Regions from separate parts of the Capsicum annuum genome. Here region 1 is linked to region 2. A link is a contact called in public Hi-C data. All regions are on one chromosome and are shown on one strand. Each heading gives the region's core, a stretch centred on a gene start, on an enhancer-like site or on the middle of the called end of the contact. The rest is flanking DNA. Distances are from core to core; before and after follow the strand shown. Region 1 overlaps LOC107858827. Region 2 holds the start of LOC107858825 (probable methyltransferase PMT9).

The links. Hi-C and Micro-C count contacts between places; a contact is called where the count stands out from the background.
Region 1: a Hi-C map of leaf shows a contact between it and region 2, with 2.3 times the contacts expected there. The contact joins the enhancer-like site here to the promoter of LOC107858825 in region 2. A contact is called at or near these places in 3 of 5 Hi-C or Micro-C datasets (bud, leaf and placenta).

The regions. Positions count from the first base shown.
Region 1 is chr2:101,585,321-101,590,338 of UCD10Xv1.1, reverse strand. It overlaps LOC107858827, which reads left to right. Exons shown (of 9, transcript XM_016703617.2): 7 at 2,296-2,446; 8 at 2,534-2,657; 9 at 3,290-3,656. The coding sequence ends at 2,608. Among protein-coding and RNA genes, the nearest start is that of LOC107858826, 5.5 kb to the right of the region's middle. Within about 2 kb of position 3,553, at least 4 of the 5 cell types and tissues checked have an H3K27ac peak or open chromatin away from gene starts, as enhancers often do. A contact at or near this core is called in bud and leaf, where this site is marked.
Region 2 is chr2:101,546,382-101,552,170 of UCD10Xv1.1, reverse strand. It overlaps LOC107858825 (probable methyltransferase PMT9), which reads left to right and starts at 1,745. Exons shown (of 8, transcript XM_047406551.1): 1 at 1,745-2,655; 2 at 2,774-2,938; 3 at 3,195-3,377; 4 at 3,468-4,062; 5 at 4,422-4,534; 6 at 4,642-4,862. The coding sequence starts at 2,572.

The sequences.
Region 1 (5,018 bases), core at 2,304-4,803, 36 kb before region 2:
GAACGCCTGACGTATTAATTGGAATTAAATGTTACTAATATAATTTTGGCAGTTCGTTTTAGCAAAACCATAACGAACGGGGATAACAAACGGGCTTGGTGTGTGGCTCTCATGGTCCTATAGGGTGCTTGCATATTGAGTTGTTGGGATTTTATCCAGTTCGAGGTGTTTATTGTTGGGGCTGCACTTTACCTGGGGTTACCCAGCCCTAATGTAAGTCCAAATAATTGATGAAATATTAAGTATTCCTGCTGACTTTTCAATTTTTAAGAGAAATTTTGAATGTGATGTTACATTTAATTTCAATAGAAACATGTTAAAACCAGTGCTGGAAGATGGTAAATATTATAAAGATGTCATATCAAATTGTTTTAAGAAGAAAAGATGTCATCAAATTCTGAAATGTATAGCATCGTTACATATTTTGGTAGATTGTGCCAGTTCAGAGAAGTGGTCTTCTTCCCCGGAAAGGACTAGTATGAAAAAAAGATTAAACAGTGGAGATTTAGTATGTAACAGTCTGAAGATGCTGTAAAATGTATGGCATCATTACATGTTTTGGAGATTGTGCCAGTTCAGAGAAGTGGTCTTCTTCCCCGGAAAGGACTAGTATGAAAAAAAGATTAAACAGTGGAGATATAGTATGTAACAGTCTGAAGATGCTGTAAAATGTCCCATTGAAGCATATTCTGCTAGCAATTTAACGATTGCTGTGTAGTATCAACAGTTTGAACCAAATCTTGGTTTCACGTATTAAGTTAGATTCTAATCAAAAGGAAACCTAATTGAATTTGAATTTTCCCTTAGTTGACCATTTGTCCAGTTATGAGGATGCAAGGCACAGTACTTGAAAATCACGGGACATGAATTTATGTCTTTCTGCACATAGCTTTTGTATGGTCTTATTCTGTTAAAAATCTCTAATAGCTAGTGTAAAACAAAGGCTACAATACGTTTTTATCCATTTCATACTTCATAGGTTGTATTATCTCTGAAAATATCCAACTCCTATAACACAACCTTAAGATTTAGAAAGAATCTAAAATGTCGGGGATTAAAAAGTATGATAATTTTATACTTTGCCTAAATTCAGTAGTAAGGATCCACGATATTCTTTCTATTCCTGTTTTAATACTCTCTTATATAAAGGTTCTGATATAGATCAGAAGGAACTAGAGCGAGCAACTCCTTTTATTCCCTGTAATTTTGTTGTCAGCTTCTTCTTGTGCCTTTTAATGAAATTTTCCTTAATCAAAAAACGAAAGGAAAGAAGCGAAAGTTTGGGAAGAAGGGTTGTGTTGGTGCTCAATGAATGACAAGCTAGTTGCTTGAACTCTCCAAAAATATTGCCAACCTGTATCGGACCTTTCAAAATTGCACTACTTTTGAAGGATCTGACTCGCACTTGATGACATTCTTGAAGAGTTCGAGCAACATAGCTGACAAGTGTAGAAAGAAGAGTAACAATAACAACAAACCCAATATAGTTCCACAAAGTGGGTTCTGGAAGGGTAGAGTGTATGTGAACCTGACCTCTATCTCAGAGGTATAGCATCCGTTTCTGATGAACCCCTGGCTCAAGATAAAAATAGTTTAGAGAAAGAAGTAACGAAAATAAAAGAAACAACGGACAGTAATAAAACAACAGATAGTAGCAGAACCACATTACAACAAAATAATATTGGTAAACCTACACGAAACAATAGATAATAATAGAAATCGAAGAACAAGAAATAAGAGTGATACACTTGTCGTGTAGAAAGCTGAGTGTGTGTATAAAGGTTACAACTGTGTGAGTGCGAATGTATCTGATTTTGTCGTGTTTGGCCCTGTTAGAATATGTTGCCCAAGTTTGTTATGCCCAATTAGTTGTTGGCTTTGGTGTAAATTCCTTGCACTGCTCAAGCCACGTTAAATTTTTGTCCAGAAAAAGCATGACAGAATTAGAAGCCTGACTCATGCAAAAATCCCTGTAGAAGACAATAGTAGAATATCTGGTAGATGTCTTGGGCCGCTATGGTTCAGTGGTGGAGCATCAATCTTGTAAATCGGAGGCCTTTAGTTTGATCCTGCAGGTCAGGGGCTAATTCCTCCCTTGTTATTGTATAAGGGCCTCGAATAGGGAAGAATGATTATAGAGTATTCATATGACAGATCCTAATTAATTTGGCTTTGATGCAAAGTTAATTGGTTGGTGTTGTCTAGTACATGAGATCTCGATATCTCATGTGGCTTTGTTGCTAGTCATATTTGTCCTGAAATTTTGCCATGGGGAATTTCTTTGCCTTTTGGCAGGTTAATGACCTTACCTGAAAAAAAACATCTTCGACAGCTGATACAGGACCTTCCACCTAAGAATCTTGATCATGTTGTCCAGATTCTCTGCCGTGGTAAGGAAGTAGAGAAACATTCTTGCAGTGAGGTGCATGTTGATTTAGAAAACGAGGTAAATATTTTTTTTATTTTTTTTTGCAATTGTGTGTTTAATTTTTCTCTGTTCCTGGTTTCCTAAGTTCCCAATGGGTTATTGTAGGACAAAGCAACACTCTGGAGATTGTATTTCTACATTGAAACAGTTGAAAATGCTAAGAGGCTTCGCGGGATATAATACTTAATAGTGACAACTGACGAGGCCCTTCATGATAAGGGTGGGCATGGTACGGTGCGATTTTGAAAATTTCAGTCCGGTTTTACCATTGCTGTACCAAATTAATTCAGTATGGTTCAGTATTTTAAAGTTCGGCTTTCGTATTTTGCGATATGGTAAATCAGTAACCGAAGTTTGTTCCACTTTGACTTACATATACTCATATAATAGAGAAATAATAGAGAATTATGACTTCGATTTTTCAAGAACCGTCTCAATTATATCATACGAACATCGTACACAGGTAAGAATATTTAAAGAAAGTACAAGCATGCAATTCCCGTGGTTAATCAATTACATAAAAAAGGCATTTCAATCGAGATGGGTATTCAGTTCCATGTCTAAACTATTAGTTTTGTACTACTATTTTATATATTTGCTATTATTATATATGAATTGTATATATAACTATGTACTTTGGTATGGTATTTGGTATTTCGGTATTCATGGGTATCCTTATGAATACCAAACCGTACCAAATACAAAATTTTTTAAGAACACATCAAATATCATACCAAATACCATAATACCGAAATCGTGGTATCAAAAACTTTGATTTCGATGATGATATTCGGTATCTACCATGCCTTGCCCACCCTACTTCATGAGAATGGGGATCCTGATATTTCTATCATGTATCAGGTATGGCCTTTAATGCTTACAAGCTGCAGAAAGACTTAACCAAACTGTACATGGTGCAAATCTTTTAGTTGAAAGAAATCTCTGGTGGTGATGCCGTCTGATTCAAATATTCTGGAGGCCAATGGTTGGTTGTAGACTTGTAGTGTATAGATAGAACTCAGCCTTGAGTGCAGATTGCTCGTCTTTGACGACAGATGCACGAACATATATTATATGGTTGTGTACGGTGCCAGTCAGTTTTGGGCCTTTGGCTATCTGTTATTTCTAGCAATGTAGACAAACAACAATATGATGATTCAGGTACCAACAATTGTAAATTGCCTCATGGTACGTTATGCACCAGCCACCAGGTGAAACTTTGTCATTAGTTACTGCTTGTCTGGTCGAAGAGATGCAGTTGATGAGAGGTGGGGAAGGGGCGGATATTTTTTTAAAAGATCTCCGTGGGTTGTGGGCGCGTGCGGCTTACTTTTTTGAAAGGCTACTTATTAATCACCTTCCTAAATTGTTACTGAGCGTCCGTGACTTCCTTGAATCTCTTCGCTAAATTTGAATTTCATTATTAGTATAGGGAATTAGTAAATATACGTTGGGTTTTGCCTTATATATGCTTACACAATGGTATAAGTAACAGTATTGTAAAATTACGTGTGGTAATGTTTTTTTTTTGGGGTACAGATTATGTTTTCTTCTTTTGGCCACCTAGTGAGTGACCAGATTGACACTTTTAACTTGGTAAAAGTGTGTCTATCAAGCACTATGCTAATATGGCATATAAATCTTATTTCATGGAAAACGTAGTTTCTCTTTGAATCAATTTATATGGTTTTTTGTTTTACTTTTATGTCTACTAAGATTGTATTAAAAAATCCAATTAAGGTGAATCAAGTTAAAATAGAATTTCGTTATTATTGAAGTTAATATTCGATACAAAATCAATTATCGAATGGGACAAATCGAATTAGGTGCAATTTTGATGTAGTACTTTAAGAAATCAACTTAAAAAGATTTCAAGACGTTTTTAGTTTCAAAATTTAGAAGGAACAAAGGATATAGAAAAAGGAAAAAGGTAACTTACATAAATCCCTCGATCTTTAAGTGATATTATATAAAATTTTGACTATTTTATTAATTACATTTTATCTCGATTTTTTAAAATAGTGATACATATATTATATGGTAATACATATAAAAAAGTGATATATTTGAAACTAATAAGATATTTATTTAAGGAAGTAACATTTAAGGAATTAACAAATTTTTTTTTATCATTATATTTTTTTATTTAAGAAAAGATATCTAATTTTTCTCTCTTTTTTAGATTTAATTTAGATGTTTAATTTATGTTTCTCTTTTTTCGTTTTTAATTGTGAAAGATATGTTTTTTTGGTCTTTTTTCTCCTTTTTTCGTTTTTAATTTCGTCTTTAATTTTAGTTTGCTTTTTTTAGATTTAATTTTAATTATGTTTCAATTCTGCTTTTAGTCTTTTTTTAAGAAAATATTATTACTTTTATTTCCTACATTGACTACACCATTACCTTTCATTAATAGCATATGAATCAGTCAATAATTGAAATAAATAATTGTATCTACCTATGAATTAACATAATACTATATATATCACCCATTAATATCATATGAATCACTCAATAATTAAAATAAATAATACCATATGAATCACCATAATACGATATGTATGAATCACCCAATAATTGAAATAAATAATTG
Region 2 (5,789 bases), core at 496-2,995:
AAATTCAGACATAAATAAAAAACGCTCCCCTATTGTTTCTGACACACTCTCGTCCCTAACCCCTCTACCCTAATCCGCGTCCTCCATACCTTCCTATCATGGGTCATATCTCCAGTAAGCTGTAATTGCTCCATATCATGCCTAATCATCTCTCTCCAATATTTCTTCGGCCTACCTCTACCCCGCCTAAAATCATCCATAGCTAGTGTCTCACACCTTCGCACTGGAGCATTAGAGCCCCTCCTCATTACATGCCCGAACTAACGTAACCTTACTTCATGCATATTGTCCTCCACCGAGGCTACTCGCACCTTCTCCCAAATAATCTCATCTCGCACCTTCTCCTAAATAATCTCATTCCTTACCCTATCTTTTCTGGTATGACCACACATCTATCGCAACATTTTCATCTCCGCCACCTTCAACTTTTGGATGTAAGAGTTCTTAACTGGCCAACACTCCTCTCCATACAATATAGCCGGCTGAACCACTACTATGTAGAACTTTTAAGCTTCGGGGCACCTTCTTATCATATAAAACTCCCGAAGCGAGCCTCAATTTCAACCACCCTACCCCAATACGATGCGTGACTCCTTGTCAATCTCACCATTACCCTGAATCATAGACCCAAATACTTGAAACTCTCCCTCTTCTGGATGGCCTGAGAGTCTAGCTTCACAACCCCGTTAGCCTCCTGTGATATATCGTTAAACTTACACTCCAAGTACTCCGTCTTGGTCCTGCTTAACCGAAATCCTCCAGACTCAAGGGTTTGTCTTCAAATCTCCAATTTACCATTAACTCCTTTCCGAGTCTCGTCAATCAGTACTAGGGCTGGGCATAAAATACCCAAAACCAAATTATCGAATCGAACCAAAAAAATTGGTAATTGGTATTCAGTAATTCGGTATTTGATATGGTATTTGAGAGTAAAATTTTAATATTTCAATATTCGGAATTGAATTTTGTACAAGATCTTAATATCGTTTGGTATTCGGTATATACCGAATATATATATATATATATATGTCTAACCCAACCTAATAGACAATAGTACTAGTCATTCCAAAGAATTTCTTTGGATCTTGGTAATATATTCGTAGATAGAAACAAAAAGAATACTAAATAGGGTTCTATTAAATATACTCTTTGAAGTTTAAGCGTACATTTGCACATCTCCAACTTTAATATGGTACTACCAAATATCGTACCGAATCGAAGTTTAATTTACTGATTATCGAACTGCCGAACCGATATTTATAAGTATGGTATGTGGTATCTATGTTCAAATACTATTACCGAATTACCAAAATAAAATTTTAAAAATATCGAATCGAATACTGAACGCCCACCCAATACCACATATTTTTAGAATATGTAAATTGTACAAAAAAATATCATCCGTTCAAAGTTTGGTTTAAAAATACCTTTGTTTTTAATAAATTGACGCAAAAGTGTCCTTATAAGTGTCATTTTCCTAATAAATGTAATAATTTCTTTTAAACACATTTTCTCCTAAGAAAATGTTTTTTTCTAAAGAAGATCTTTCTTGTTTGTTTTTTCTTAAAATATTTTTAATTAATAAAAAGTTGAAGCTTATTTTTAACCTCATTTTATTTATTAATATAGTATAATTTTTTTTTAAACTAATAATATAAGTCATATTTATTACAAAAAAGTTTCTTGTATTTAATTCTTTTAAGTAATGTGATTACTTATATAAATAACTTATTAATGTCCAAATAGCCAATAGGAACCAAACGACTCATCAAGCTCATTGTATTTTTGATCTACACCGCTACTTTCTGTATCCACTTTTTCCCAAAAAGCGGCACCAAACAGTGCTAACCAATCCCCACAGTGTGATGAGCTAAAAATACCCTTCACTTTCCACATGTTCCTACTGACTCCCTCAAATTGAAAAAGTGAATCTTGTTAACTCTTTTTTTGGCCACTGAACAGTCTTACTTCTTTGCTTAGCCTGCCAGAAATGGATCTGCATCTGTTACTTACTATTTGATTGTCTTTCAAGAACCCCAGTTCAGTATATCAGAAATCTTGAAGTGGGTATTTCTTGTTTTTTGTTAAAAATAAAGCCAACAAAAAAAAAAGGTACTTGGGATTTTTTTGAGTGTTTTTCAGGAATCCCAGTTGAGTAGAGCAGAAATCTTGAAGTGGGTATTTCTAGTTTTTTGTTAAAAATAAAGCAAAAAAAAAAAAAGGAGCTACTTGGGATTTTTTTTGAGTGTTTTCAAGAACCCCAGTTGACTATTAGCAAAAATCTTGAAGTGTGTTCTTTTTGTGTTTTGTTAAAAATGAAGCAAAAAAAGGAGCTACTTGGGTTTTGAGTGTTTTTTCAAGAACCCCAGTGGAGTAAAGCAGAAATTTTGAAGTGGGTGTTCTTTGTTTTTTTGTTAAAAATGAAGCAGAAAAAAGAGCTACCTCATAGACCCAAGTTGCTGAAATATGTTCTATTTGGGATGATTGTGTTCTTGGGTTTGGTTTGTCTATATAACTGTTCGTTTATTGCTCCTGGTCTTCCTATAGCACGTGACCATTTGGTTCTTGACGATGGTTCTGATCCAGCTAATGGGGTTTCTTATCATGGTCGTTTGGATATGGATATGGAAGATCAAGAACTTGAAGTTCCTAAAAGTATTCCTGTATGCATGTAATTCTTTATTATTATTTTTTGGCTAACTGGTGTTTGTGAAGTTTGCATTTTGATAGTTGTTTTGCTAAGATTTTGATTTGATTTAAACTGTTATTTTAGGTTTGTGATACGAGGTATTCGGAGTTGATACCTTGTCTTGACAGAAATTTGATATATCAATTGAGATTGAAGCTCAATTTGACTGTTATGGAGCATTATGAGAGGCATTGTCCTCCTCCTCAACGTCGTTACAACTGTCTTATCCCTCCTCCAGCTGGTTACAAGGTCAGCAATTGATTGCTTTTTTCTGCTTAACGTGCAAAACGATGAAGGAGTCCGGTTATTGATGATCTTTAATTGATTATCTTTATTCAATTTGTTCGCTACTTGTCTTGGTTATTGATGAGCTTGAATTGATTACCTTCATTGAATTTGTTCACTACTTGTCCTTTTGTGCATTACTGAAGTTACTTTTTGATATTGCTATTGTTATTGTTTCTGTCTAGTTTTGATGCCAACGAGGTCCTTGTTAGATTTCCAGATCCCAATTAGATGGCCAGCTAGTAGAGACCAAGTGTGGAAAGCAAACATACCTCATACACATCTTGCACAGGAAAAGTCGGACCAAAACTGGATGGTTGTGGATGGAGACAAAATAAAATTCCCTGGTGGAGGAACACATTTCCATTACGGAGCTGACATATACATTGCAGCAATTGCCGGGGTAATTAAGTGTAATTATACTTTAAGTTACAGGTTGATTTATTTATAGTAGTTGCATTACAATTCGATGGTTTGTTATGTGCTTGTGTAGATGCTCAAGTTGCCTGGTGAAAAACTCAGCAATGGTGGAAACATAAGAAATGTTCTTGATGTTGGCTGTGGTGTTGCGAGCTTTGGGGCATATCTTCTTTCCCATGATATTATAGCTATGTCGCTTGCTCCTAATGATGTGCATGAGAATCAAATACAGTTTGCATTGGAAAGGGGAATCCCATCTACACTAGGAGTCTTGGGCACCAAAAGACTACCTTATCCTAGCAGGTCATTTGAGTTGGCACATTGTTCACGGTGTAGAATTGATTGGCTCCAAAGAGATGGAATTCTTCTTTTGGAACTTGACAGATTGCTCAGACCAGGTGGTTATTTTGTGTACTCTTCACCTGAAGCTTATGCGCATGATGCTGAGAATCGAAGAATTTGGAATGCTATGTATGATCTCTTGAGAAGAATGTGTTGGAGAGTTGTTTCAAGGAGAGACCAAACTGTGATATGGGCTAAACCTCTGAGTAACAGCTGTTATATGAAGAGAAGTCGGGGGACCCAACCTCCATTGTGCATGTCTGGTGACGAGCCCGATGAATCTTGGAATGTACCAATGAAAGCTTGCATCACTCCTTACTCACCGAGTAAGTATGCAATTGCTATGTTCATATTCTTGAATCCATGTCTTGAATGGTTGATCATGTGTATCCTGATGATAAATGATAAAACTTTTCTGTTTATTCTGCTTTACAAAAAAAAGAAACAAAACTTTTCTGCGTATTCTGTGGCGCTAATAGCTGCTTTTGGCTGTGCATAATATGTGATTGTTTTAGAAGTTGCAGCTGACACTTCATTATTAAAAAATGGAAGAAATGGCAGCTCACATAGAATTGTCATTCTCAATGACTATTTCATTCTATTTCAACTACTTCTAGCTAGGAGATCACAAATACTTTAATATTCTTTTTTAATCTGTTAAGTTTTCTGTTATTTGTTATTGAAGAGGTGCATAAGGAAAAAGGGACCGGGCTAGAACGTTGGCCACGGAGGCTTATGGCTCCGCCTCCTCGCTTGGAGGAAATTGGTGTCCCTTTGGATGAATTCCATAAAGACACTGTAAGTTTCTCAAATCAGTGAAGGCAGTATTTCTGTTGGATTTTATTTAATGGGGTTTATGTTTGTTGTTCAAATTGTCTTTTAACTATATTTATGTGATTTTCCAGAATGTATGGCATGACAGAGTGGTTGACTACTGGAAGCAGATGAAGTCTGTTATCCTAAAGAACTCAGTCAGGAATGTGATGGACATGAACTCAAACCTTGGTGGGTTTGCAGCTGCGCTAAAGGATAAGGACATTTGGGTGATGAATGTTGCTCCTGTTAATATGTCATCAAGATTAAAAATAATTTACGATCGAGGCTTAATTGGAACAGTTCATGACTGGTGCGCTACTTTCCACTCTTTCAGATTTTGTTTTCTTTGCATCCTGTTCCCTGTTCCCATAAATAACCAGAATAGCTGCTCTGTTTTTGTGGCATATGGTCACCCTACTGCTAACTGCTTACTTCCCAATCTTAGAAATCCAAAATATATTCTTATTTAGTATTTCATATCTAGTTGTTAGTAATTGGCAGATTACCAATGATTTGTGTGGCTCTTCTTTTCTTAATAAGCTTACAGAAGAGGAGCTTGATCTTTATAATATTACCAAGTTGAGGATGAAAGAAAATAGAAATAAATAATGTTGAATTAGTATTGAACGATATATGCTGATCCTGCTTTGCTCCTTTCAAGTTTATCCCAATAGCTTGTTAAGAGTGCAACTTAATCACATGCACTTCTCAGTGTATGTGTTAATGACTCTAAAAATTCTAGTATGAAACAGTAAAATAATAGGTAGACTTGTATAGTTGTACAGATAGGAGTTCTGTAACAGATGGAAACGGAAATGAAAAAGAATTCAACTTCTTCCTCATCTTTTGCATTTTGACTTGATGAAATGGCTCTGGGAAAGTCTCAGGCTTTTTAAGCTGCATGCGTCAGAATTAGCTATTGGTATGCTCTACCAATGAGAAAGGTCTCAGCTACCAATGCTCTACTTCTTCCTTTTATTTAAATTCCTTGTGCCTTGTACACCCAACCTTCCATCTAAATTCCCATGACCTTCCAATTTCCAAGTGCAGTGAAGCTACATATCACGTTTTGAAAATATTGGTTGGACATTAGTCTATAGGTGCTGTTTTTAGAAAAATGCTTCATATCAGATCTGAAAAACGGAAGAATGTACTAATCTGTGTTTACTGTTTATTATATCTAACAAAAAAAGTAAGGACCACGTAAAACACATCTATGAAGGAGGTCAATCTTTTG